4 separate regions of the Mus musculus genome follow, and all the other regions are linked to region 3. A link is a contact called in public HiChIP or PLAC-seq and promoter capture Hi-C data. All regions are on one chromosome and are shown on one strand. The core of a region is the stretch at or near the end of the contact, and the rest is flanking DNA. Distances in the headings are between cores, read along the strand shown. Region 1 holds the start of Zfp11 (zinc finger protein 11). Region 2 has its middle 37 kb from the start of Gm34145. Region 3 holds the start of Sfswap (splicing factor SWAP). Region 4 has its middle 11 kb from the start of Gm34145.

Evidence for each region. HiChIP or PLAC-seq counts read pairs in DNA pulled down with a chosen protein or histone mark. Capture Hi-C pulls out chosen DNA fragments and counts their contacts.
Region 1: a contact with region 3 is called in a promoter capture Hi-C map of liver. The contact joins the promoter of Zfp11 here to the promoter of Sfswap in region 3. A contact is called at or near these places in 2 of 39 promoter capture datasets (hippocampal neurons and liver), 2 of 484 Hi-C or Micro-C datasets (CD4 T cells and rod photoreceptor), 1 of 115 datasets of contacts at active chromatin or transcription factors (effector CD8 T cells) and 2 of 9 other capture datasets (adipose tissue and liver).
Region 2: a contact with region 3 is called in an H3K4me3 HiChIP or PLAC-seq map of embryonic stem cells, with 15 read pairs. The contact joins the enhancer-like site here to the promoter of Sfswap in region 3. A contact is called at or near these places in 2 of 39 promoter capture datasets (cranial neural crest and embryonic stem cells), 6 of 115 datasets of contacts at active chromatin or transcription factors (embryonic hindbrain and embryonic stem cells) and 2 of 9 other capture datasets (adipose tissue and liver).
Region 4: an H3K4me3 HiChIP or PLAC-seq map of neural tube shows a contact between it and region 3, with 3 times the contacts expected there. The contact joins the enhancer-like site here to the promoter of Sfswap in region 3. A contact is called at or near these places in 1 of 484 Hi-C or Micro-C datasets (nephron progenitors), 2 of 115 datasets of contacts at active chromatin or transcription factors (embryonic stem cells and neural tube) and 2 of 9 other capture datasets (embryonic stem cells and pancreatic islet).

Annotation. Positions count from the first base shown.
Region 1 is chr5:129,665,056-129,671,506 of GRCm38.p6, reverse strand. Zfp11 (zinc finger protein 11) reads left to right here and starts at 1,419. Exons shown (of 3, transcript NM_172462.4): 1 at 1,419-1,447.
Region 2 is chr5:129,267,857-129,274,965 of GRCm38.p6, reverse strand. No RefSeq gene overlaps it. Among named protein-coding and RNA genes, the nearest start is that of Gm34145, 37 kb to the left of the region's middle. Within about 2 kb of position 4,600, at least 15 of the 459 cell types and tissues checked have an H3K27ac peak or open chromatin away from gene starts, as enhancers often do. A contact at or near this core is called in embryonic stem cells, where this site is marked.
Region 3 is chr5:129,496,208-129,502,800 of GRCm38.p6, reverse strand. Sfswap (splicing factor SWAP) reads right to left here and starts at 1,570. Exons shown (of 18, transcript NM_172276.3): 1 at 1,205-1,570. The coding sequence starts at 1,422. Gm40332 (a long non-coding RNA gene) reads left to right here and starts at 1,575. Exons shown (of 3, transcript XR_868547.2): 1 at 1,575-1,699; 2 at 2,247-2,281; 3 at 2,453-2,551. Gm34468 (a long non-coding RNA gene) reads right to left here. Exons shown (of 3, transcript XR_377099.3): 3 at 5,384-5,497.
Region 4 is chr5:129,293,181-129,300,474 of GRCm38.p6, reverse strand. No RefSeq gene overlaps it. Among named protein-coding and RNA genes, the nearest start is that of Gm34145, 11 kb to the left of the region's middle. Within about 2 kb of position 1,369, at least 47 of the 459 cell types and tissues checked have an H3K27ac peak or open chromatin away from gene starts, as enhancers often do. A contact at or near this core is called in embryonic stem cells and neural tube, where this site is marked.

The DNA.
Region 1 (6,451 bases), core at 170-2,669, 170 kb before region 3:
CTTTGCAGGGAAGTCGTGGGCAGGTTCATTTTAACTGTATTTCCTTTAAAAATCTCCTTCCTTGATGGAGGATGCTTCTTACACTCTCATCGGTGGTGATTGTAGGAGTTTGTTGGCATGAAGTGTCATGAATTACAGTCCAAATCTTCCCTTTGATTCAGTCATATGTGCAAGTGAGTCTTTCATCTCCAAACTGAAGATTCTTCATGCGTACTCTACTGTAGGAAACCACTGGGGGAAAAGCTGAGCAATGTAAGCTGAAAATAATTCTATGTAAGCTGAGCAAGCCAGTAAACAGCACTCCACTATGGCCTCTGCATCAGTTCCTGCCTCCAGGTTCCTGCCCTTTTTGAGTTCCTGTCCTGTTTCCTTCAGTGATGAAGAGTGCTCTAGAAGTGTAAGCAAAACAAACCCTTTCCTCCCCAAGTTGCTTTGGTCATGGTGTTTCACAGCAATAGTAACGCTAAGACATACACCATAGTCAAACTAGAAATATCCAAAGATTAACTGAAAATCAAGAGAGAAATAAGCAAAATCAACACATATCTAGCAAAGTATGATCTCAGTTACAGAAATAATCTAATCAGAATTAGAAATTTAAAAGTGAAGCCAGAGGTTGTGGCATACACCTTTAATCCCAGCGCTTGGGAGCAGAGGCAGGTGGATTTCTTAGTTTAAAGCCGCCATGATCTACAGAGTTCCAGAACAGCCAGAGATACACAGAGAAACCCTGTCACAACAAACAAACAAACAAACAACAAGTTTCTTTAAAGTCAAAGAAAAAGACTATCAATATAGGATTCTGTATTCATCAGCGCATTCTTTCCAGAACAAAGTGGGAGTCAGGTTGCCCTGACATGCCATGATATCTAATACATATCTAACAGGGGTTTGAAGCAACTATATGGAAATGCAAAAAAACAAAAACAAAAACAAAAACAAAAAACAAAAAACAAAAAACAAAAAACAAAACAAAAACATTGTACAAAATTCTTAAGAGAATTGTCAAAAATAATCTATACAGCAAAGACCTATCATTTTTGTCCCTACTCAGCCTGGAAGTGATAACTTGCAGTGTTAATCAAGGCTGTGGGATGCCAAAAGTGGTCTGCATCCAGGTCCCTTAGACTGAGAACTACCATGGAGACAGACTTCATTCTGTCTTGGCGGGCTTTGGGTGGGGTGCCACCATCACTGGAGACCGTTTCCTATTTGCACCTCCGGTCCAGCTCTTGCCAGCCAGCCTGTTGCCCTCACCACTTGGACTCCCAGGGAGGATTATTCCTAGCCACCTCGGAACCCAAACACTCTCCGGGTCACCGCGGAACCCGGAGACCCGGGAACCCAGATACCCCGGAACGGAAGCCTGCGGAAACCGGAGACCAGAGAACCCGGACACTCTGGAACGGGACACCGCGGAAAAGATCCGTTCCGGAATCGGGACAAGGTGAGTCCGGGCTCGGCCTCCGAGCAGGGAGGTGGTTTTTGTAGATGCAGCGGTGCGGGATCGGCGGCCAGTCCCGGGTCGGGTCGAGTTCTCTAGGGCATCTGTCAGCTCGCGGCGAGGGCCCAAGGCTGGCAGCCCGATGGCGGGATACTGGGGACATCCCGACTCCCCGTGTGCCGGTCCTGCCCGAGAAAAGCCCTGAGCTGGGGTCCGCACCCACTTCTCCCCAGCGGCCTGCACCTTGGACAGTAAATTCCTACGAATTTCCCATGTCTTCACATTAAACTGTCCCCGCGTATCAAACAAATTCTTGTGCTTTTTATATTTCTGCCCCCCCCCGCCCCCGTGCACATCGGGTAGCAATGCAAAAGGACTTGTTTTGTGTTCGTGAACCGTGCGTCTGTGCAGAAAGCACTGGACAGCTATTAATTAGAATCCTAGTAAAACTTTTCACGTCACTCCTTCTCCCTAGGCACGGGCACTTTAGCACGAAAAACCTTTGGGTTGAGCTTTCCCCTGGCTGATTTCAGAGGTGATACATATGCCTTTTTTCTTTTTCTTTTTTCTTTTTTTGGTACTGGATTTCAGTACTTCTGACCTCAAGCGCAGGTACTAGGTGCTACCGGTGCCATGTCCCAGATTAGGAGTTGTTAAGGTCCCTGGGATTCTGTCCTCGGCGGATCTGTGAGCCTGCAGCCTTTAAGGCTGGTTACCAAAGGGATACAGGGACTGTTTTATTTACATATCTTGGCTACTGTAATATTATAACTGTGTCCTCATCTTGGTATATTTACTCTCTATTGTGACTTATGGGTCATACAGTAAGCCAGCTTTAACTTTTTTTTCAAGAGCTTTCACGTTATTTAAAAATTCATATACTCACCTTGCCAATAGTTCCCAAGGACTGCCCCTCCCTGTGTTTATGTTCCCTAGACCCCCCTCCCCCCTTTTGTTTTTTCTTTAATGACAGACATCTCTTCAAGTAGCCCATTCTGGCCTGGAAGTTTCCTTTTTTTTTTGGTTGATGCCTCCTGAGTGCTGGGTTAGCTTTTTGGTAAGAGCTCCCAGTCCTGGGTTTAATCGTTGTTGCAAATAAATGAGAGTCCATGCTTTGACATAGCTCCTGGAAGCATATACTAGAAACACTTCAGGACTGTACAGGGACCTGTGATTTCTAGCTTTTTTACCTCATGACTACTACCCTGTGACTGTGCTTACACGTGTGTGTATAGTTATTCACTGCCTGAGGTCTAGGGAGACTTTTCATCACCTTTGTTTCCAAAAAGTTTGGCAGTTCATATATGGATCCTTTAATGAAAGATTGGGGGGGGGGTCAGTGCCCTGCCCCCCCCCCCAACCAATTCCATGAAGTTTAAGGATGCTCTGTTTGTTCCAACAACAACAACAAAAGCCTGAAGGATTCCAAATGCTCTCTTTTTCTAGTATTCTCTCTTCTTCGGTTTACTGATACCATGGTCAACTCTGTTGTTGTGCGTTCTCTGAAATGATCAGCATGTTAGCATGTACCTGTACACGCTTGTATTTCTAGCCATTGGAATAATGCCCGAGGGACTGAGTTAAGGACCAGCTTGGCCTTCACAGGGAATACCAGGCCACCTAGGTAACATCTTAAGACCCTGTTTCAATAAACACATCAGTCAATTATCTGCGTGCAGCGTGCAGCTGAAATTATATTACTCTGAGTTCTAGTTTGAGGACCTTTCCAGGGCAGGTTTTTTTTTATACTAAGCATGATGAGACTGAAGGGAAATATATTTTACTCTTCGCATTTTTTTTCTTGTCTCTTTAAGTTTAACTTCTCAATGCTACACATATTCAGGAAATGTCAGCTATCACAAAGTGAAAATTGTCCATATGTATGATGGTTAATTGTGGTTGTCAATTTAACTGGCTTTAGACTCAATTCAGACATGAGCTGCTGGGCACAGTTCTGAGCAATTTTCTTGGCTAGCTTATTTGAAGTGGGAAGACATTCTAAATGTGGGTGGTACCTTCCGTTAGTAGCTCAATTCAAAGGAAGTCCTAGAGGAAAGCTTTCCCTTTTGCTCGTTCAGTCTTGCTGATAAGTTCATCTATTCTGTTGTGTCTCTCACTGCTGTTACCACTGCGGCTACATTCCTTTGCTGATACAAGAACCCCATTTCGTTGGGCTTCCAACATGCACTGACATTTAGTGGATCTCCAGGAAGCCTCTAGGCTTTCAGCACAAGGTTAGGACTGCAGAGGCATCCAGCTTTGCAAACTGAGGAAGGAACTGCAGGGTTCTCAGGTCTCTCAGATTGTGAAGACAGCCATTGTCATACTAACCCAGGTTGGATTGTATGTGCTGGCTAGTTTTATGTCGACTTGACACAAGATAAAGTCATCAGAGATGAGGGCACTTCATTTGAGAAACTGCCTCCATTAGATCCTATAGCCACACCTGTAGGACATTCTCATAATTAGCAATTAATTTGGAAGGGCGGCTCAGATCACTTTGGGCAGTACCAACCCTGGGCTGGTGGTCCTGGGTTCTATAAGGAAGCAGGTTGAGTGAGCCATGAGGAGGAAGCCAGTAAGCATCTTTTTTCGTGGCCTTTGCATCAGCTCCTGCCTCCAGGTTCCTGCCCTGACTTCCTTTGATGATGAAAGGTGGTGATGTGGAAGTGTAAGCCACATAAACCCTTTCCTTCCTAAGGTGCTTTTGGTATTGGTGTCTCATCACAGCAATGGTAACCCTAATTATATCTTATATAAACCAACCTAATAAACTCCCTATTTTAACTGTGTATTTAGTTTTTATTTTAACGTGCATAACATATATTTCCACCTATATCTAGCCAGAGAGAGTAAAAGTGAGAGTGAGAGAGAGGGAGCAGGAGATGGCCCCTCTGTGTAGTGTAGCTCTGGCTATCCTGGAACTCCATTTAGTTATCAAACTAGCCTGGAACTCACAGATAACCATCTGCCTCTGATTCCCTCGTGCTGGGTTTAAAGTCATGTACTACCATGCCTGGCATTTTTTTGTACTTTTCTTTAAAATGATTGTTTACAATTAATATAATTATATAATTTCACCTCCTACCCCTCTTGTGTACCCCTTGCTCTCTCTCAGATTCATAGCTTTTATTTAATCCCTTTACAAACACACACACACAAAACTTAAGTCTATATAAATGCTATTTATGTATCTGATCATTTGCTGATGACTTATCAATTGGAGGCTTCTTCCTAACTGAAGGCTGTTTCTCCAGGTCTCAGCAATCCTCACTGGCCCGTGTTCTTTGCCTAGGGCTGGGGCCTGGTGAGATTTTGCCCTTCCGTGTTGGCGCGTCTGTAACTGTGGTCTTTAGGTCTTGACATCTAGCTCCTCAGGCTCCTACCCCATCACCACTGTGATGGACTCGGAGCTTCGGATGCAGGACTTGTGTAGTCCATGTATCAACTGTGGCTGAAACGCTCACATGCTTTCTATATTTTGATCAGTTAGTGTTTTCCTGTAATGGTCTCCATCTGATGCAGAGAAGTTCCCTTGACGACGGGTGAGAACTATATTTATCTGTGAGTGTAGGGGGGTGAATGTTTCCAATGTGGTTAGAAGCTACGCTGGCCCAGGAAAGTGACAGTTGTAGGTTCTCCTCCTAGATTCATGATCTCACTGCCTCTGGGTAGTAGATTAGGTTCCCAGCACCAGGCCTGATGTCCCTCTTGGTTAGAGGCATCAAGTCCAGTTGGAGGTGTTAGTTACCTCCAAGCTATTTTTGTGTGGCTTGTCATGGCATGCTTGCTGCTCACGGTGTCGTGCATAGGCATCCTAGCATGGAGCACTGTTGTCTGCTTTTCTCCTTTGGAAACTTGCATGGCACCGTCTGGTACCTTGAAAGCTAGTCCCTAGGGAGGGCATGTTCAGATCAGGCCCTCTGGGTCCTGTGTCTGAAGTCCACAGTGTGTTCTGCAGAAGGGACCCACGGGCAGTGGCAGTGGCAGTAGCTTATCATGTTTGGGAAGTCTCCAGTGCTCCCTGTAAATCTTATATATGTATATGTGTGTGTGTGTGTGTGTGTGTGTGTGTGTGTGTGTGTGTGTGTGCTGTTGGTTCCGTTTTTCTAGGGAACCCTAACTAAGTTAAGGTCCTTTAAGTTGACAATTTATGTTTCAAGTGTTCTGGGTGATTTCCCAAAAACAAAGTCTCATGGTCACTTCAGAATTAGGGAAGCCACTAAACCAGCGGTTCTCAACCTGTGGGCCACGACCCCTCTGGCAAACTTCTATCTCCAAAATTATTTATATTATGATTTAGAACTAGTAAAATTACAGTTATGAAGTAGCAACAAAAATAATGTTATGGTTGGGGTTCACCACCACATGGAACTCTACTGAAGGGTGGCAGCATTAGGGAGGCTGAGGATCACCGCTACTAATGTAATTTGCGTTAGTTAGCAAAATGATAGTTGAAGTAGAGATGGTGGAGACTCATCTCGTCCCTTGGTACCCAGAGTCTGCAGGTACTTCACTAATGTGTGTGTAATGACAGCATCCGCAAACAAGCTACAGACGTCCCCTGGGGTACTTTATACTTCTCAGAGCACTTGCTGTAATGGAAATACTACATACCTATTAGTTTTTCTGCACAGCTACCGAGCAGTGACAAGAGAAGTGTGTGCTTAGCTCAGGTGTCTTCCCACAGTCTTCTGTCATCTTGTGCTGGGTGAATCTGCAGGTGTAAAACACAGAAGGAGTCACTTAGAGTTTAGGTGTGAAGACACGACAGTGGTTGTAATTGCCTGTTGCTTCTTACACTGTGGTCTTGTGAAGTTAGACAACTTTTTCTTGGTAGTAGTAGGGGTTGAACCTTGGGCATTGCGCTTATGAGACAAGCGCTCTTTCACTGAGCCACATCCCAGACCCAAAGTTATTCTGTGAGATGAAAATATATTAACGTGTAGACTTAGCGTATGCTTTATTCATTTTTGACGTGGCAAGGTAGGATTTTATTATTCTGCC
Region 2 (7,109 bases), core at 3,351-5,850, 230 kb after region 3:
ATCAAGGTTAATTCCAAAATATGTAATCAGCCCCTGCCACTCAATAGGGAAAAAAAATCCCAGTGAAAGTAGGTAAAGGACTTAAGTAGACACATCCCTGAAGCTACATAAACGGCCAGCAGACCAGTTGAGAGACACTCAGGTCACTAGGGTAGAGAAAATCAGTGCCATAGTGAGGCATTGCCTCGCCCCATTGGAGCAGCCATTATGGAAAAGGGAAAGTAACAAAAGTTGGCAAGGACCTGGAGAAACTCTCTACTCCAACAATGGGATTGTAAATTAGTTCAGTTGCTTGGAGAAACAGTGTAGTGATTCCCCAGACTCCTCCAAGCAGGCCTGCCTGTGATCCCATCATCCCACTGCTGGGCATTTATCCAGAATCAATGGCAAGATCTGGAGATGTCTTTTTAGATGCAGCCCAATTATCTTGAGGCCTGAATGTGTAAAGATGATATGGTACGACTATTCAATGGCATAGTATTCAGTCTTAAAGGAGAAGGAACTGAGCAATTATGCTTACACTACACGTCGCAAGTGGCCAGATCCAGAGAAACAATGAAGAAAGCATTTTGCCAAGGGTAGGGGCTGTCAGCTGCTCCATGGAGACAATGACCGTTGATGGCATGAACATGTCCCAGTTAGATCTCACACTCCGGTGTACTCACGGTGAACACGACCGTGCCTCACAGTAACAAACATTTAATATAATCTATGTGTCTCAGGCACCAGGCACAGAGAGAAAGATTAGGCAGGAGTCATGACAGGGAGGCTTCAGCTAGTGGACTTGAAGGTCACCAGGGTCGCAGGTCCTACTTCTGCTGTGTGGCTTGTATGTCCCTTATTCCCACCTATGGGAATCACAGAAAGTGGTCCTAGGAAGGGGTCTCAATCCCTGCATATCACGATCTGTAGACGTACTCTGGACCTCCACATAGCTTAGATGGTGGGGGCCCGCAGACCTTCTACCAAGATCGCTGGTTCCATACCATCCACCAGCCTCCATCTTTCTAAGACTTGTGACTCACCCTGAGCGGCACAAGGATTCAGTGTCTGAGGTGATCAAGAATTAAGGCAGCTGGGAGTGGAAGGAAGTGAGATGCTTCCCCTCCACGCCTACATCCCTCCATCCCTCCATCCCTCCACATCCCTACATCCCTCCACATCCCTACATCCCTCCACATCCCTACATCCCTCCACATCCCTACATCCCTCCATCCCTCCATCCCTCTACATCCCTCCATCCCTCCACATCCCTCCATCCCTCCATCCCTCCACATCCCTCCATCCCTCCACATCCCTCCATCCCTCCACCCCTCCACCCCTCCACCCCTCCATCCCTCCACATCCCTCCATCCCTCCACATCCCTCCATCCCTACATCCCTCCATCCCTCCACATCCCTACATCCCTCCACATCCCTACATCCCTCCATCCCTCTACATCCCTCCATCCCTCCATCCCTCTGCATCCCTCCATCCCTCCATCCCTCCACATCCCTCCATCCCTCCACATCCCTCCATCCCTCCACATCCCTCCATCCCTCCACATCCCTCCATCCCTCCATCCCTCCACATCCCTCCACATCCCTCCATCCCTCCACATCCCTCCACCCCTCCATCTCTCCATCCCTCCATCCCTCCATCCCTCCACATCCCTCCATCCCTCCATCCCTCCACCCCTCCATCCCTCCACCCCTCCACCCCTCCATCCCTCCACATCCCTCCATCCCTCCACATCCCTCCATCCCTCCACATCCCTCCATCCCTCCACCCCTCCACCCCTCCACCCCTCTACCCCTACATCCCTCCACATCCCTCCATCCCTCCACATCCCTCCATCCCTCCATCCCTCCACCCCTCCCTCTGCTATCACAGTTTCCCTCTCCTGCACACTCATTGCTAATCAAGGCTGATTGCTGAGAGAGGAGACACAGCCTGTGTGTGTGTGGTAGAGTTTCCCACAGCACTGCAGTGATTAGACCAGATCCGACCAGATCAGGATCAAAATAGCTCCCTGCCCAGCATCACTGAAACAGGGAGAGGCCATTGCTCCCGTAGAAGCATGGATTCTCATGCTGCCCCAGTGAGCACTCCAGTTGACTCATGAAGGGGTGGGAGGCAGAGTAATTTTTCTAGGATTGCAGATATGGCCACTCTATCCTCAAAGCTCTTCGTGGCTCAAACCTCCTTCCCCCAAAGACAAAGTCCAGATCAGAGCCTGGTGCCTCAAGTCTGCAAAGTTCTCTATGTTGTGACCCTCTGATGCTACAGTACTCACTTCCGGTCTCTTCCATACTCACGTCCTGTTTCTTCTGTGCTCACTTCCTATCTCTTCCTCTCCACCAGATGCCTCAGGTCTTTCTAGAACATGCCAGTTCCTTCACCTCCAGACCTTTGCACATGCTGTTCCCTCTGCTAGGAAATTCCTCCCTAAAACTTGGCTCCCTTCATCTGGGTTTTCCTGTCATGTCCCACCTACACCCCGGCAAGGGGTCATTTCACAGAGCCCCAGGAGCTTGACAGTGGCTCCTGTCCTCGGCCTCCCTATCTCAGGTCATGGATTAGGACTCTGCAGGTCAATGTCAGATTCTTGGGTGCTGTACTGACTTTGGGGCTCATATTGGAAGAGAAAATACCTTTGAACCTTGAGGTGGGCGTGGTCCATGGGGAGATGTACAGACCAGGAGCACTTCCGTGGTCATCTTCACGTTTAGCTGGTCCAGGGTTGAGGCTATAGGTTTGGGGATCATAAGTGCTAAGTTTAAACTATGAGTACTGGTGCCATGCATACTAAGTCTGAGTGGTTGGTGCTAGGTTCTAGGTGATACATATGAATGTGGGTGTTGGGGGTCATAGGTGTTGTTTCTGAGTTGTGGGCGCTGGCTGTGAGCTATAGCTTTGAGGCTTTAGGTGATAGGGTTACAGATACCGAGTTTGATCAGTAAGGACTAGGCCAAGGGTACTGCGCTCATGTACTAGGTAAGGATTATGGGTTCTGGGTCAGTGGATGCTGGGGATGGGTGTGGAGGCTATTAGGGGGCTGAGATCGTGTGTGCTATAGCTGTTGGTGTTAGGCTTAATTCACACAGGCTCCTGTGAGCTAACTTGCCCAAGCATCAGAAATTACCCACGGATTATTAAACCCAACCATGACCATAAATTAATTACTTAAACCCACAATGAAATAAGTTATATGGGAGCCGAAGGTGTCTCTGTCCTTGCTTTCTGCTTCATTCTCTGACCTCCACGCATCACACTGACACCTGGAGTCAGAGTCCCGGAACCATGGCAACTTCTAACAGTGTGATCCGGAGGGCTGGCTTTCCAGACTCCAGAAAGTATGTAACCAGCACATCGCAGATAGCACAAAGAAACCAGGGCCTTCTGTCCAATGTTCAAGAACTGCATCGCAACCTGGTCAACGCTTCCACAGAGTGATAATCATAGCCATAGCTTCTGTGACTGGCTTTGGCTAACCTCACGCTAATGCTGAGCTTTGAGCCTGGCTTTATGTGACTGAAGTCACCCAGGAGGTTTCAGCGCAGCCTGCACACCTGCCCATTCTGTGCCTCCACACTGAAGAGCTGGGTTGGTTAAATTACCAGCTTGAATACCTGGGAAGGAAGACCAATGACTGTCGGGATCAAGTTGGCCCAAGGGCACATCTCTGGGGTGTTATCTTGGTTGCTTTAATTGATGTGGGAGGATCTAGTTTGAAAGTGGGTGGTACTATCCCTGCGGTTTTGGTCCTGGACTGCAAATGTAGAGAAGTTAGCGGGGCACTAACCATGCAAACATTCACCCTCTCTCCTCTCTTGGATATGTTGTGACTCTCTGTCCCAAGTTCTTGTTTCACTGCTCTGCAGTGATTGGCTGCAAGCTGGAACTAGAAGCCAAATAAATCCTTGATCCTCTGCATTGTGCTTGGTCAGGAAATCTTAGCATAGCAATAGAAATGAAACCAGGATCCGGGTGGGTGTCAGTCGGCTGGACTCTCAGTGTCCAGCGTTAGCCAGGATGGACTCCTCTGCAGAGAGAGGAGTTTCACAGTTATGTCAGTGGGGAAAACTATAATTATCAGAGGCCGAGGTAATGAGAGGTTCACTGTGAACAGGGAAGAATTCATCACGGGTGGGAGAGGCTGGTACACAGGTCAGACCCTGGAGATGCCAACTGTACAGGAATAGCTCCAGCAACCAGGCCCTGATCCCTCCTGCCACGGTCTTCCACAACCTCCATGGGGTCAAGTCAGCAGGGTAGGGCGATGGAAGAAGAAGTGTCTGGCATCTTCTTCCCTTTCTACCCCATCAGAGAAAAGAAGAAGAAAGTACCTACTTAGAATTTGGGAAGATCCCCGAAGTGTCCCCGGGGGAAGTGACCCTGTATGTTGGTTAGCAAGTGGCACTCTCCTTATCCTTGGAGCACCTGATATATACACAGTGCATCTTTCTCTGGATTCCAGGGAGGCTGTGCTGGCCCTGAGCCCTGCCCCCACCCCTACCCCACTTCTCTCTCCTCAGCTCCTCCCAAGGCTCACTAACACCTGCTGCAGCAGTTTTTCCGGTCCTGGTGCACCTCACTCTGAAAGCATTTTCCATTGTCTTGCAGAAGCTCCAGTTGTGACAGCCCCACCCTGTCCTTTGTCCCTCATAATTACCTCTCATAGCTATACTGTGGCAGGCTGGATTAAGCCAAAAAGTCAGAGCTAGGTGAGAACGCGGCTCAGATGTCCTTTGGTTAGCAGCAGGTATCATCCAGCAGTGCAGGATGCTGTTGCTAAAATTAAGAGAGATGCCCCCTGTGTTCCTCCCACCACCCCCACAAGATGCACCCTTCCTTGAAGGCTCTGGTGCCTGGGGCTATGACGACGGGTGCCATAGCAACCCATCAGGTAGAGTACTGAGCTGGGGCTAATTTAGTGACACACTGGCCCTGGTGAATGGAGCTCTAAGTCACCTTGAACACAAAGTCAGCCTGTCCAGGATTAGGCCAGTCCCCAAGGGTTACAGAGAGACAGAAGTACTGTATTCAATCCCTCTGTGAGTGTCTGGTCATGGCCATGCACTTGGTGAAGAGAAAGGAGTCCAGATTTAAAGGAAAACAAGGTGCGGGCTTGGCCAGGCTTGCAGACTGTGTGGCTAAGACTCAGGACACGTTGGCACCCAAAACCTTTCCCGAGATCTCAGAGAGTTCCCACCACATGAATCAGCGCAGAAAGTGCTCGAGGTAGGAAATAGCTAACCTACAACAGGAGTCCTAGCAGCTGGGGCTCCTGATAAGGATGGTTGGGCGCTCTGAGGGTCCCCATCTTGATTTGCATCAAGTTGAGGGAAACTGGCTCCGAGGGATATGACCAAGAAAAAGGCTTTTTACACAGAAGCGAGGAAAGAGGGAGATACTGGTGGCAGGAGCTGGGGCCTCAAGCAATTCCTTCAGGGGACAAGTTCCTGGGCCACGAACAGCCCCATTGATTTTGGGGTGAAGGATGAAACTGGAATAGTCTTGGTATGGACAGTGAGGGAGTCTGGAGGGATAGATAGACATGGAAGATGGGCTGAACCCAGAGCAAGGTAGGCCAGTGAGGTATAGGGTAGCTGCCCCCCAGAGAGGAAGAAGGAATGGTGGGAAAGGCAGAGACTAGACTTTGCAGGGGATGGTGGATGAGAAAGGGAAGAGAAAGGTATGTGTTCTGGACACTGCCCCATCATGCTGGCCAGCCACAGAGTCACAGAGTCCCCTTCTTAGCCTCCCGTTGCTACCAGCTTGACTCTGTGTCTCTGGATATGGGGTACGGGAAGCTCTCAGTTGACTGGCTCCAGATCAGTGACAGGGACAGCTACAGCAGCATGTCCCTGCCATGTTTCTTGAGCTGAGATGTGTCCTTGCTAGAAGCCCCCACCATTCACGATATGTCAGGATCCATCCACTTCAGCCACCACAACAGGACCACCACATTCCCCTCTGAGAGGCCACTCTGAAATCATGACAATTGTCCACCCTTCACAGGAGAAACTGAGTCTGAGCCTCACAGTGAAACCTCCCTGTCCCTCTGAGCCCCAAGCCTCCAGCTCTGGAGGCAGACTCTCCTATATGCAGAAGCCTAGAGTCCCGCCTGCCCCAACCCAGCCATAGGGCTTTTCTTTCCCATCCCCAGAATGCAGTTAGGCTTCTGGAAGCAGTGAGTGCTCCAGTGCCGGGAGTAAAGCCATGGCTGTGTCGCAAACACCCGGTCACAGCGGCAGCTTTGCTAGCTGTAAATCACAGAAGGAAACAGCACAGCATCAATCAGGGTGATAATTGCTGCAAACTCTCGGCGGGGAGAAATGCAGGCTCAGCAGAGCCTTCCGGAGACTCAGCCTGAAGGATAAAAGCCTTATGTGAGCGGGAGGCCCAAGCCAGTACCACATGCCCAGAGTCACCACAGCCAGAAGTTCCATCTATTACCAGAGTGAAATGGCCCAGGGACCCAGACTTCATCTTCTCAGCTACATTTAGAATAGCATTCAGACGCCAGCCCTATGGATTTGGAGCTGAAAGGCTTGGAGGCCTTGCTGGAGTAATCACACAGTGGCTGTTGACCACGGAAGAAGGATGGCTGCCTTGTGTGAAGGATGCTCAAGCTGTGACCACCTGTGAGTCCCCATCCCAGCATGGCCAATGGCTGTCCTTGTGCTTCTCTTTGAGGCTGACCATCAGGTGGACCTTAGTGTTCTCCCTGAGTGTGACTTGTGTGACCCACCTAGGGTTACATAGTAAACACAGCACCCCTCAACCTGCTGGGGTGAGGCATAGAGCTCACCTGGGCTGGGCCAGCCTCTTCTCCTTTGCTATAAGAGAACACTAGAGGCTGGAAACTTACAAAGAAATGGAAGTGTGTTGCTATAGTGGTTACATATCTACAACCCCAGCGTGTGACAGACAAAAACAGTAGGAGGTTTGAGGCCAGCTTGGTCTATAGAGTGAGTTCCAAACTAGCAGAGGCTATGAAGCTAGACTGTCTCAAAAAGCCAAAAAAAACAAAATAAGGAGTAAAGGAAAGGAAGGAGGAGAGGGAGGAAAGAGGGATATATCTCTCACAAGTCTGGAGTCTGAGCTGTCCAATAGGAGGGCA
Region 3 (6,593 bases), core at 321-2,820:
AGCATCACTGGCTATCAACCGAGCGAGGTTCAAAGGCATAGCACCTTCCAGCAGAGTGGACCATCAGATCCAGAGCCGATCTGATAGGCAACACTCCCTTCACAAGTCCTTTCTTCCTAGATCTCTCCCCAAATGGAGACGTAAGGGATCGGAAAGGCCTACTGGTCATTAACCGTGTCCGTTCTGGCCAGCTCACAGGTAATCCCTACAGTCATGCAAGTTCCAAGTCTTTGCAGCATCCAGTTTTACTTGTCTCAAACGATGGGTTTACTTCACTTGGAGAAAACCACGCCACAGCTTAATGGTTGCTCACAGTTAGTCCTGGGCCCAGAAGCAATATCGCCCAACGGAAGGACAAATACCCAAACCCGGGATGGTGGAGAAAGAAAGAGAGATGGAAAAAATGAGGAGAGAGGTGGGGAGCAAAACACCCAATCATGTAATGCCATCCTTTTCAAATCAAACACCATCAGAAATTCACGTTCCCACCCCTTTACCCTCAACTCCAGGCACCCTTCAGTGGGTGTGATTTGAAAAGAACCAACACAAAGGTATAAACCCAGCTCCACCCTTCGGCTTTAGAAAACAGTGAAACCAGCTCTAAGAACGCTACCCCCTAAGAGCAAGGTCCGCACGGGTCGACCGGCTTCCAACAAGACAGCAACTTCACCCACTACCGCGGTTGGGCAAATGGTCGCAATAACCGCGGGGAAGGGCTCGCCCGGACGCCAAAAGTCAAGCCGGCCAGAGACGGTTCAGGCTACCTCACGGGGTTGGGGGGTCCAAAAGAAGCTTCTACCCACGGGCCTCGGCGTGCGGCGCTTCGGAGGAACAAAAGCGCACTCCCGGACTCCCTCCCCGCACAGCCAGCGGAGGGACAGCGGCACCCGCCCCACGGCGCGGGCGGGCGGGCCCCGGACAGCTTCCACCCGCGCTGAGTCGCCAGCGGCAGCCCGGGCTCGAGGGGTTGTGGGAGCAGAGTCGATCCCTCCGGCGACGGGGAGGCGCCAGCTCTGGCCGGAGCCTTAGGGCCGGTTTCACCGTCCCCTCCCCCCGGACGCCGGGGAACGTGGGGGGCAGGGAGGCCCCCCGAGTCCCCGGGCTCCGCAAAACCCCCTTTTTCGGTCCCGGCCATCAAGTCAACATCAGGCGAAATCAAGCGGGCGAGGGAGGGGAGGGTCGACGGGTGGGGGGAGGAACCGACCTGTCGATGAGGATCTTGGGGTCCCCCATCCAGGGGATGAGGTGCTGTCCCTGTTCCTGGGCCAAAGCCCGCTCGTCGTCGCGGAACAACTTGCAGGCATAGCCGAAAACCAGAAGCTCCACCCGGTTGCCCCCAGTGCCGGTGCCGCCCGGCCCGGCCTCCTCCTTCACTCCGCCTTTCCTCTCCGGCTTGGCACGGCCCCCGCCGGCACCGTACATGACAGCGTCCCCGACGTCCGGGACGGTCTGCTGCTGGGCCGAACAACGTCCCCGATGCCTCGCCTGGCCTACCCACTCAGTCACAGGCGCCGCATCCTCTTCGCAACTTCAACACAGCCGCCATAGCGAGCCACAAAATGGAGGAGACGCAACTTCCGGTAGGAAACCCGCTCTTTCCGGAGGTGAGAGTGGTAGATTCGCCACGTCCGCAAGCTGTTTGAGCCGCTAAAAAATTAAGTAGATGTTAGTTTTCGTTGTCCAACTTGATCTTGCGATGGTAAGTTGTGTTTATGGAAAGAAATTTATTTCTGCCATTTTTTGGAGGCCTCCTAGGATGTGACGAAAGCGCGGTTGGTGGCCGCGCGCCAACTTCTACTGTCGTTGGAGGGCGGCCGCCAGGTGTGGAGACAAGTGGGGATCTTGTTGGGAACGCGTCTTTGCCGTCCTAGTGAGACAGTTTGCTCCTTTCTAACAGCCCGATTTTTAGATCACTAGGAAGCCTAGCCCTGGCCGCCTGACTGAGGGCGTTTCCAGGACTTGTGAGCCCTAAATATTCGGAGTGGCGGGCTTTCAGTGGCTACGGGCTTCAGTGGCGGAGAAAGACTCCAGCTAGGAGACAGCGCTACGGGTTGTTTCCTTCTGGGGAGCAGATTCTTTCCCTTTCCCTTTTTAAAATACAGGATGTCACTGTGATCCAAATTAGACTCGAACTCTGACTGTCCTAGCTCAGTTAAGATGCTAGTATTATCGACGTGAGGTCTGCAGGGCTGCAGTTTTTTCTGGTGTCTGACCCAGATGCTTGATTTTCTTTTTCCCCCTTTCAGTTCTGAACATGGACCCAGGGCCTCACCATTGCTAGGTAAAACACTATCATTGAGTTATATCATTGCTAGGTAAAACACTATCATTGAGTTATATCTGCAGCCCTTTTTGTTTTAGTTTCAAGATAGGGTCTTGCTTAGTGCCCCGGGGTGACATTTAACTTTAATTTTTTTTTTAATTTTTACTTATTTTGTGTGTATATGTGTAGGCGACTCGAGTTAGATCAAGTCCGACTGGATGGAAGGAGAGAAGAACTTCTCAGCCACGGACACCCCCCTCCCTCCCCAAATAACTTAGGTTTTTAAAAAGTGGATAGTGATTTAGAAAAACAACTGATGTTGACCTCTGGCCTCCATATGCATTTGTGTACACACGTGCACACACACATACAGACATGTACATAGTACACCAGAACGAATACTAAGTAAAATAGTTATGATGTGGAGAAGGTTGCTTTGCAGAAATGTTTGTGTCTACTTTTGAAACAGTTGGGAAAAAAAAAAAAGAAACGGTTGGAATTTTTGTCTTAACCTCAAGCCAAAATTCATTTAATGATTTTTTTTTAATGTAAAGTAACTCAGCGCACACACACACACACCAGCAGAGATGTCTCAGTTGATAAGTGCTTGCCTTACGCACATGAGCACCTGAGTTTGATTGCCAGAACCCATGCAAAAAGTACTGGGTGTGATGGCGATTGCTTATAATCCTTGTGCTCTAGAAGTAGAGACAGGTTGAGGTGTTGGGTTCCATGGCCATCTAACCTGCTTTACTTGGTGAGTTCTAGGCCAGTGAAAGGCCCTATATTACACTAGATGTACTTGAGATGGCACTTGAGAAATGACATCCAGTGTTGTTCTCTGACCCCCATACAGGCTATTTGAATTTCATCTAAGTCTTCCCTAAGAACCCAATGCCCTTTTACACTATAAGTCAGTGACTTATGATCCCCTAGGTAAAGACCTGCAGGCTGCCTTTTGGGACCACATACATCTGTGATATAGCTGGTGCATACACTGTTACTTCTTGCCCCAGGCGGCTTGCTCTCTGGTCCTTTTTTTAAATTTTTTTCGAGACAGGGTTTCTCTGTGTAGCCCTGGCTGTCCTTGAGTTTATTCTGTAGACCAGGCTGGCCTCGAACTCAGAAATCCGCCTGCCTCTGCCTCCCAAGTGCTAGGATCAAAGGCGTGCGCCACTACTGCCTGGCTTGCTCTCTGGCTGACTGGCTCACAATGCGATCTAGGCTTGTGTTGTCCTGTGGGCTTTATTTGTGGAAAATAAATTTGCTTTCTTGTAGCTTGTTGCATGAGTGTTTTCTGCTTCACCCGTTTGAGACATACTGCTAGCTAGCACACACAGAATGAACCCCACTTTGAGCTGTTGTGGCCTCTGTGGCTTCTGTGTTTGGAAGCCACCACTGGCAAGCCCTCCTGGATCGAGTCCCACAATTTATGTTGTGTTCTCTGAGTTTATTTATTTATTTATTTATTTGTTTATTTGAACAGGGGAAAGTTACAAACTAATATAGAAATCTCAACAGAAACTGCCCTGTTTTTATCTTCCGGGACCCTGGAAGCCACCACTGGCAAGCCCTCCTGGATCAAGTCCCACAATTTATGTTGTGTTCTCTGAGTTTATTTATTTATTTGGACAGGGGAAAGTTACAAGCTAATATAGAAATCTCAACAGAAACTGCCCTGTTTATGTTGTGTTCTCTGAGTTTGTTTGTTTGTTTGTTTGTTCATTTGGACAGGGGAAAGTTACAAGCTAATATAGAAATCTCAACAGAAACTGCCCTGTTTTTATCTTCCGGGATCCTGGCTGGCTTTATCAGAAAACCTCTAGTATGTAAAATTACCAAGAAGACCTGGACTCATAGATTAGTCTTGATCCAAGGAGGTTGGAACTCTGTCTAGTGGTACACATAGTTGATGTGTACATAAGAACTACAAGTTCCATGGGCAAACTGCAGCTTCGAAGCTTTTTTTTTTTTTCGAGACAGAATCTCATGTAGCCCAGGCTGGCCTCAAACTTGCTATGTAGCCAAGGATTACCTTGAACTTCCGATCTTCCTGCATCTACTTCCTGAGTGCTGCTATTATAGGAGTGCGCCTGGTTATACGGTTCTGTGGATGGAACCCAGAGCCTCATATGTCCTAGGCAGGCACTTTACAAATGGAACTGTATCCCTAGCCCTATACTTGGGTTTAACACCAACTTGAGAGGCACCCAGATTAAACAACGCCCTTAGAGCTTGCTAAGGCTGCTTCTCTCCGGAATGTGCCACCTGTCACCTATTTCAAAGGAAGCTTGGTATATACATAGGTGACCTTCTGACATCAAAAAGTACAGATGCAGTGAAGCATGTCAATGCTTCTAAACCTTCCTATCACTTGGATCCTTTAATACAGTTCCTCATGTTGTGGTGACCCCCCAACCATGTAATTATTTTTTGTTGCTACTTCATACCTGTAATCTTGCTACTGTTAAGAATCGTAATAGAATTATCTGTTTTTTCTGATGGTCTTAGGCAACCCTTGTGAAAGGGTCATTCGACCCCTCCAAAGGGATCTTGACCTATGGTGTTGGGGCAGGGAGCTCTAACCCAGAGTTTTGTGCATGCTAGTCGAGCACTTCAGTTAAGTCCCAACATCCTGTTTTGCTGTTTGGTTGAGATGGAGGTCTCGACGAAAATAGCCTAGGGTGACCTTGATCTTCCCGCCCCAGCCTTCAGAAACCTGCATCACCACAAACGCCCACCATCTTAAATAAAATAACCACCTTAAAATAAAAGTGCCTTGGTTGCAGTGTGTCCCAGGCTTCGCTTCCTCAGCGTGGCATTTTGACAGCTCAGTTTAGAGATGAATGAAATGGAACCCAGCCAGAGGCAGTGGCTGTTCACTGGCTGGCAAAGGAGAATTTTATTTCTGAGGTAAAGACAGGAGCTTATCTCAAATCTTCACAATTAATTTCGCCTCCCTCCTGCCTTTCCCTCACTTTTCTGAGAGCTCTAAGCCTCAGGGAAAGAATAATAACAACAACAATTTTTAGGTCCTAACAACTATGTTTAAATTTCCTTCCTTCTCCTTATCCCCAGTGAGTGTAAGGGGGCCTCGGAGTCAGCACAGAGCACATCCAGACACCAGATTCTCAGCACAACAGACATTTATTACTCTGGAGGGGCAATCGTGTCTTCGGGGTGGGGATGAGATGGAGGTTGCCTTTGGGTCAGACAAGACAGCAACGAGTGTTTCTGCAGGCATGGTTTTCAAAAGGAGAGAGAGAGAAAGAGAAGTCTGTGTTAGCATGGTAAATCCTGATTGAACATGTTATCCAGTGTAGTCAAATAATGAATTTTGATTGCAGCAGGACCTTGGTGGTTTAGTCAAGCATGGGGAAATGGCCAAATAAAAGAACAGACCTTGGTGGCTAGCTCCAGAAATGTAATCTAATGCTTTAGCAGGGGAGAAGGAAGGTGGGTGGGCAAGACCTACAGGTGCAGCCACGTTTGCCGTTCAGACCTGTTAGAGAGCCCTTCCACCAATGCTGTTCCTTAAGTTCAGGAGCCGCTGACGGGGAGGGGCTGGTAGAAAGGTAAGTCTGTGCTCAGCTCACTTTCTCCATTTTATGAAGTCCGGGACCCCAGCCCGTGGGGATAGTGCCACCCACAGACAGGGAAGCTGGGGTTTCTCACTTCAGTTATCCAGGCATTCATAGAGGCTTGTCTTCCAGGCCACTAAAGAGCCTACCAAGTTGTCCGTCAGTATTAAGTATCACCCACCCACTCCATCTTTGGGCCACTGGCAGGAAGTTTAGGTTTAAATCGAAGGGAAGAAGAATGCACAATTAAGCAGTCCTAGCTGGGTGGTGGCAGCACACACCTTTAATCCAGAACTCTGAGGCAATCCGATCTCTGTGAGTTCAAGGCCAGCTTGGTCTGTAAGTTCCAGGACAGCCAGAGCTACACAAAGAAACCGTCTCCAAAAACTAAAAACAAACACTAAAATAAAATGAAATTAAAAAAAAACAAAAAAACAAAAAAACTACTTGGCTTCAGTCTGACCTGCAAGATGGTCTGCTGAGTTATTGGAACTTCGTGAAATCTCAGCCTTCCTCCTTCCTTATCTAAATTATTATTATTATTATTATTATTATTTTGAGAATCTAACCAACAAGAGTAGGAAGCTCATTCACAGTCAAAACACATCTTAACATCCTTTCATCCTACCTATAAGAAGAGTTTCCTTGATTCTTTTTTTGCTTTTTTTTTTTCCCCAGACAGGGTTTCTCTGTGTAGCCCTGGCTGTCCTGGAACTCACTCTGTAGACCAGGCTGGTCTCAAACTCAGA
Region 4 (7,294 bases), core at 120-2,619, 200 kb after region 3:
ATTATCCCCTCCCTGTTAAGTGACAGATACGTTCAATGGCTCCTGGGCCCTGTCACGCTACCTGTATCAGTTTCCGTAGCATCCTGCCTCAGGAGGCATGAAGAGGACCCTGAGTAATTGGGTCCATTGAAGCAACTGTTCTACCAGCCGAGGAACTTGGCAGGAAGGATCTGGGGATCTGGAAGGACAGGAGCCCAAAGAGGCAGCACAGCCAGGCCAGGCAGCAGGTTCTGTCCCAGCAGCCTGAGTTCAAATCTTTCTCCACTGCAGTTGGGGAGCAACTGATCCTGTCTTTCTCTCTGGGCCTCAGTTTTTCCCATCTGAACTATGGGAGAATAGTGAGGAGATCCTGACAGGAAGGGTAAGACTATTGGAAGCTATTCCTCCATGCCAATAGCTCTCTGCACACTCCACTGGGTTCAACTCAAGGTTCTCTCTCAAAACTGGGATTAAGTCTCTCTCCCTGTCCCTCTCCCCCTCCCTCTCCCCTCCCCCTCTCCCCTCCCCCTCCCCCTCCCCCTCCCTCTCCCCCTCCCTCTCCCCTCCCCCTCTCCCCTCCCCCTCTCCCCTCCCTCTCCCCCTGGCTTCAGCCACTTGCAACTCAAAGTCTTGGCTTATAAAATATTTCCAAATGTTTAGAATGTGTTCCATCCATCTGTTACTAAGGCAACCCACATGCTATGGTGAGCTTAGTTGGGGCAGAGAGAGGTAGGGTAGGTCCCTGTTGCTTTATCCCCCTCTAGGAAGGGCATGTTGGCTTGGTATTAAAGTCTCAGCCACTGGGGACTCTGGATTTCAGCATCCTGGTGGGCCAGATGCCTGCATCTCAGGGCTATTTAAATTTCACATGTACAGTGTGTGGGGGTGGAGTAGGGAGACAGACAGGAAGTAGGGAGAGTCACTCTGAGCAGGGTGTGGACAGGTCAAGAGGAGGGAATGCATTGTGGATGCCTCCTCAAGCTGGCGAGTGGCTCCGCATCCTCACTGACCAATTCCTTCTCTGATTTTGGTGACTCATCCCTGCCTACAGCAGGGGCTGGATGGGAAAGGACATCACAAACAAAACCGACAGTTATAGAAAGCAGAGACTGGCAACCCTTGTGCCCCCTGTTGCTTGTCCAGAGAAGGGGGAACCAGGGGTCAGAGGACACACCGTCCCCACAGCGGGACCATCTGGGGGAGGACAGAGATGTGAAAAGCCTTCAGAGAGAGAGAGACAAGGCCACTCTGTGAGGGGAACAGCCTCCCACTAGCTGAGGGTTCCACCCAGCAAGGTTTGGGGATAAAGGTCGGCCAGCTGCGGTGAGGCTCTTCAGAGGTCACTGAAGGTCTGGTTCTAGCCCCGCCCACAGAGTGGAAAGGGTCACAGTTCTCTGGACAGGAGGTGGGGCAGGGGTCCTGCTGTGAGGGAGGCTGGGGCGAAAGCTCAGCACTGGCCAAGAATCTTCCTGCTAAAAAGCCTGGGAGCAGATTGACTGGGGGTGGATGTTGGGGTGGAAGTGGACCTTATTGCTTACCAGTAGGGGTCGGGTAGGGGCTAGTTCGCCCTTGCCCTAAACACCCTCCTCCTCTTCCTCCTCCTTCTTCCCCCTCCCTCCCCCTGGCAGCAACCTCTGGCAGGAATGCTGCCCTCAGAATGCTGGTTCCCAGAAGGGAACTGGGTAGCTTTCACACTCCACAAAGACACCCAGTACGCACAGAGTGACCATGGTGATGACTCAGACCTCTCTGTTGAGGGGCTGTTTGTGAGCGACAACCTGGTAAGGATCAGTCAAGGGCCTAGATCTGGGGGGGGGGGGGGGGGGGATCTGGAAGGACAGGAGCCATTTGCTAGGAGGGAGCACAGCCAAGCCAGGCAGCAGGTTCTGTCCCAGCAGCCTGAGTTCAAATCTTTCCCTACTGCGGTTGGGGAGCAGCTGATCCAGTCTTCCTCTCTGGTAGGCCTCAGTTTTCCCATCTGAACTATGGGAGAATATCCAGGAGCTCCTGATAGGCAGTTAGTGGGACAAGTAGGGGATTGAATGTGCAAAGGCTGAGGCCAGCCCTCCACCTACACATGAGTGAGACTACCACCACCCAGCACCCAAGGTATCACCCCAGCTTTCAGGCCTGGGCCAGCTTAGGGGGTCCCCAGGGAAGACCAAGCCAGCAAGCAGAGTGCAGAGCCCCTCACTGGTGGCCTCAGGGGAAGAGAGTGAGTGCTGTCTCTGTGTCCCTGCTCAGCTGGGATTTCGTCCCCTTGAGATGTTCTCCCCACGGGCTCCCCCAGTGTGCCAGCCAGCCTATTTTCATCACCCAAGCCTCATTTTCTGAGTGACTGCCCCTCCTGCTGTGAGGCTGAGACACAGCCACAGGCCTCTCGCTAATTAATGAGAGGCAGCAATTAGCCATTTACAGCAGAGCAAGCGCTGGTAATGGGATTTCTAATTCTGGAGGGAAACGAAGTTAAACTGTGTTCAGAGAAAACGAAAGCTTGAAATCCAAGATGGGTTTTTCTTTTTTGGTGTTGGTTTGTTTTTGTTTTGTTTTTTGATTCTGGGTTTTGTCCTAGTAATTAATAGGATGGAAGCTGTTCAACTTCCTGCCAGAGAGCAGAGATAAGGCCAGTGTCTCACAACTCGTGGGAGAGGGACCGACTTGGTCTCCTCCAGGAAACCCTGTGGATGCTGCCTCGGAGGACAGCTGTAATGGACCAGAAAGCTTGCTTCTCTGTCCGACTCCAGCAACAGTGACCTAACTCCTGAGACTCTAGAACAGTGATTCTCTACCTGTGGGTCTGGACCCCTCGGCAGGCTGCTAGCTCTAAAGTATTTCTGTTAGGATTCAACAAAATACAGTTACAAAGTAGCAACAAAATAATGTTATGGTTTTTTTTTTTGGGGGGGGGGTCACTACAACAGGAGAAAAAATAAAAGGGGATTCATGTTTGTATTAAAGGGTCACAGCATTAGCAAGGTTGAGAATCACTATCCTAGAAGGGCTCTGGACAAACTGGTGGGGTCCCAGCTCCATGCTGACTATAGCCTGGTTAGCTCCAAGCCTTGGCTTTGGTGGGTTTCTGTTTATTTGTTGGTTTGGTTTTTTGGTTTTTTCAAGACAGGGTTTCTCTGTGTAGCCTTGGCTATCTTAGAACTCACTCTGTAGACCAGGCTGGCCTTGAACTCAGAAATCCGCCTGCCTCTGCCTCCTGAGTGCTGAGATTAAAGGCATGGACCACCACTGCCCGACTTGCTTTGGCTGGCGGTTTTTGTTTGTTTAACTTTTTATTGATTCTTAGTGAATTTCACATCATGCACCCCCCAGTCCCATGCATTTCCCTCCATATCTACCCTCCACCCTTGCAACCTCCCCCCAAAAGAAGACAAACTGACAAAAACCTTTGCCATGGAAGCTGCATTGTGTCACAGTGTGTCGCACAGTACGTCCTTTTGCCCACCAGCTTTTCTTGTAAATGTTCATTGCAGTGAGTGATTGGTCTGGTCTGAGGCCTCTGGCTTCTGCTACACTATCAGTACTGGATCCTCACTGGGACTCGTCTCAGAGCGTGCAGCTTTGGTTCCGAAGGTCCGGCCCCTTTACATGCTGCAGTACTTCATAGATGGGGTAGATGTTAGGTGGGCCAGCTCAAAGCCCTGGATCTGGGCCTGGGTGGTAGCTGTGTTGGTCATCCTGCCAGCTCTCTGGCATCCATACACTACCAGGGCCAGCTCTCCTATACTGTCCAGGAGAGAGCGGGTCAGGGCTAGCTCACTCTATATGCCAGCTTTCCCACGATGCCTAGCTAGGGATGGGGCTAGCCCTCACTTATCAACATGGCCCCAGGCCACAGCCCAGACCAGAGACTTCTGCATGGCCTTTGGTGGTAACAGACAGTCCCCGCTACCCTGACCCACACCCCACTGATGCAGAGCTACGGATCTAGATGTGATCCTCTGAGGCAGCACAGGCCAGGTCCTCACCATAGCCTCAGGTGAAGACACTGGCTGCAAACATCAGGCTGTGCTCACCACCCTTGAGTCTCCAGTTTCAGCTCTCATTGTGCCCATGCTACCCTGTTTCTCTTTCTCTCCCATCTCTCCACTAAGTACCTGCTCACCTTAGTGGTACTCGGGGCCTCCGGGTATCTGGGATCATCTCAGGCTTGCTAAGCTCGCCTAGGCCACATGGCATCAAAGACTCTGCTCTGTTCATGAGGTTGGGATAAGGAGTGGTGTGATGTGGAGTTTTGTGGAAGAGAACAAGCAACACTGTGTATACAGTACAACACACTGCCTGCCACCCCCGGTGATTCAAAGTCATCCCCATGAAAATGACCGTGCTGGCCCATGAACACTTAGCTATTCCTATAATCTACAGAGCTAAACGCCACCCTCCTGTGAGGGGTACTTGAAAGGTAGATGGGGAAGGATTGGAGACAGACCCTCAGTGGGAGGGAGGAAAGTTAAAGGGAGTTCATGCTTGTTTGTGTCTGGGGTTCTAAAGTTCATGTGTTTATTCATTCATTTGTTTGTTAAATGTGTATGGGTGTTTGGCCTGCACGGAATCTGTGTACCACATGTGTGCCTGGTGCCTTCAGAAGTCAGTAAAGGTCATTGATCCCCTGGAACTGGACTTACGGATAGTTGTGGGCCTTCCTGTAGGTGCTGGGAATCCAACACAGTTGCTGGGATTTGAACTCAGGACCTCTGAAAGAGCAGTCAGTGCTCATAACCTCTAAGCCATCTCCCCAGCTGCCGACATATGGCTTCTTTACCTAACTTAAGGGCATAGACAGTGATCAGTTGCAATTATACACTGGGATCCGTAACCTGGGCAGGCTTGCTCCCTGGAATCCTAAACCATCCTAGCTGATAGCACCAGACCTGGAAGATACCTGTGGTATGCACGCTGTGTCCTCCTCCATTGGAGTTCTTCCCCTCCCCCACTGCATCTGAGTCTGTGCCCCTCCCTCACCTGTTCCTACACACTACACACACACACACACACACACACACACACACACACACCGCCCCCTGCTTCTGGGTCTGGTCAGAAGACAGCATCCTGTCCTCCCACAGCCCCACCATCCCTTGCTCAGGCTCTGGGGAGCACATCAGCTTAGCCAGAAGGCATGCTGGCCCAGCCTAGACTAGCAGGCTTCACACCCGCTCTACAGAACCTCTCCCAGCATGCTGAAAGGTGTCTTCACTCAGACTTTTGAGCTGACATTTAATATTCTTGTTTTGAATACGGAGACTGGCTGCACCGGACACAAGCCCTCCGCTTTGTCAACACTGACATTTCACACTCTAACTGGTGTCTCTTTCCCAAGGAGCAGTGTGCCACCCACACCATGTTCCCTGTGTACTCTAGTCTCAGGCTCACTGTCAGGAAATGCAGAAGGAAAGTTCACAGGCCCCGCCTCAGACTCTCATTCTCATGGCTCCCCTTGTAGCCCTGAGAAGCTGACAGATGCGATCCTTCTATGGAGCTGACTCCTCAGAGCAGGAGCTTGGCCTCTCTGGCTGCTTTCTCCTCCTCCCTCCACACCAGCAGGGTTCAAGTCCAAATACAAGATGGTTATTGTGTCTGCAAAGCTCCAAGGGTTAGCACGTTCTTCTGGACTAGGTTTCCTGTGTTGTTGACAGACGAGTTATCAACACAGCACCAGCACTCTCTGTTTATGTAATTACATGAATCCTGCCTCCACCATGTGATATGCAATTTATAACACAGCATCAGCACTCTGTGTTTATCTTATTACATGAATACCTGCCTTCACCCTGTGATATGTAATTTATAATACAACATCAGCACTCTGTGTTTATCTTATTGCATGAATACCCACCTCCACCATGTGATGTGTAATTTATAACACAGCCTCAGCACTCTTGGTGTTTATCTTATTGCATGAATACCCCCTCCACCATGTGATATGTAATTTATAATACACCCTGCAGAGTGAGCATTGTAGGTTCAAATATTTAACATTGGCGACAAACATGCATTCATTTAGGAAAGAGATTTGCAAGCTTTCCTCATGTGTGGGAATTTCCTATCATTTTGGTGTGTCCGGACTTCATGACCCAAGAGAGTTGGACCCCATGACTTAGGATAGGAGACCTCGTCTCTGCAACGCCACTGTCCCTGCAGGTGTGTTCGCTATCTGTCCCCATGTAGTAGGATGCCTGGGTTCCCTCTCCTCTTGTTCACAGCCTGACCTGCACCTAGGGAGGGACCTGCATGTGGCACTCATGCAATTCCACAGCGAGCGTGTTCATGGGAGGATGTGTTGTGGAAATGTTTCCTGTAGACACACAGGGGACAGCATCTTCTCCACTCTGTGGCAGAATGCTGCAGACTTGCATGCTGCCTCGATGGTCCATTTCACAGGTGCCCGAGCTTTGGATTAGATGCCATCACACATGGGCACCACGGGAGAATCGCCTCTTGGCTCAGCTGGTGGAAGACGAAGCACACTCTCACCTCCATCTTTAACTCACACTCTGTGCTCTGCAGATCGTGGCTTTCTGTAAGTGCAGGAGCCGTGTCTCCTACAGCCCCACAGCCCTCTACCTGCCCTGTGTCCCACATGCCTCAGTCCTGGTACCTGCCCTCTGCTCACTGTTCCCAGCCATCCAGGGCATCAGGACCTGTAATGGAGCTTTGTGGAGTCTGAGCTCTCCGTCCCTTGGCTGCCCTAACTCACTGCAGACTCATCCACACTGTCCTGCCTCCACCATCAGCCTTGACTGATGGATGGGCCACGACTCCACATGTAGCCACAGTGCAAGGGACATTCAGATTGATTCCAGGACCTGTGGCCATAAATGAAGCCAGAAGCATTTCTCCACGTGGAGGTCTGCACAGTCACCCATCTTTATCCCTTTTGAGTGGGGCTTGGGGCTATGACTCATGGGAGATGTTTAGCCCATCAGAAACTGCAGGGCCTGCACCAAGTGACCAGATGTCATCTCACATGCTTCCTACTGACACGTGTGGCACTGGCATTTCCTCTTCCTCTCCTTTCTTATCTATTATCTATTATTTAATGGTGTGTTTGTGTTTTGAGACAGAGTTTCTGTATGTATTTCTGGCTGTCCTAGAACTTGTTAACGTAGACCAGAATGGCCTGAAACTCTCAGAGATCCACTTGCTTCTGCCTCCCTAGTGCTGAGATTAAAGGTGGGCACCACCGCACCCAGGTAGTCCTCTCCTTTCTTAAACACACAAACAAGGAGCCACACTGGTGGGTGTGTGTGTGCAGCACCGCCGACAGCTTCACTGTCAGTTTCTTCCTAACTCATGAATTTAA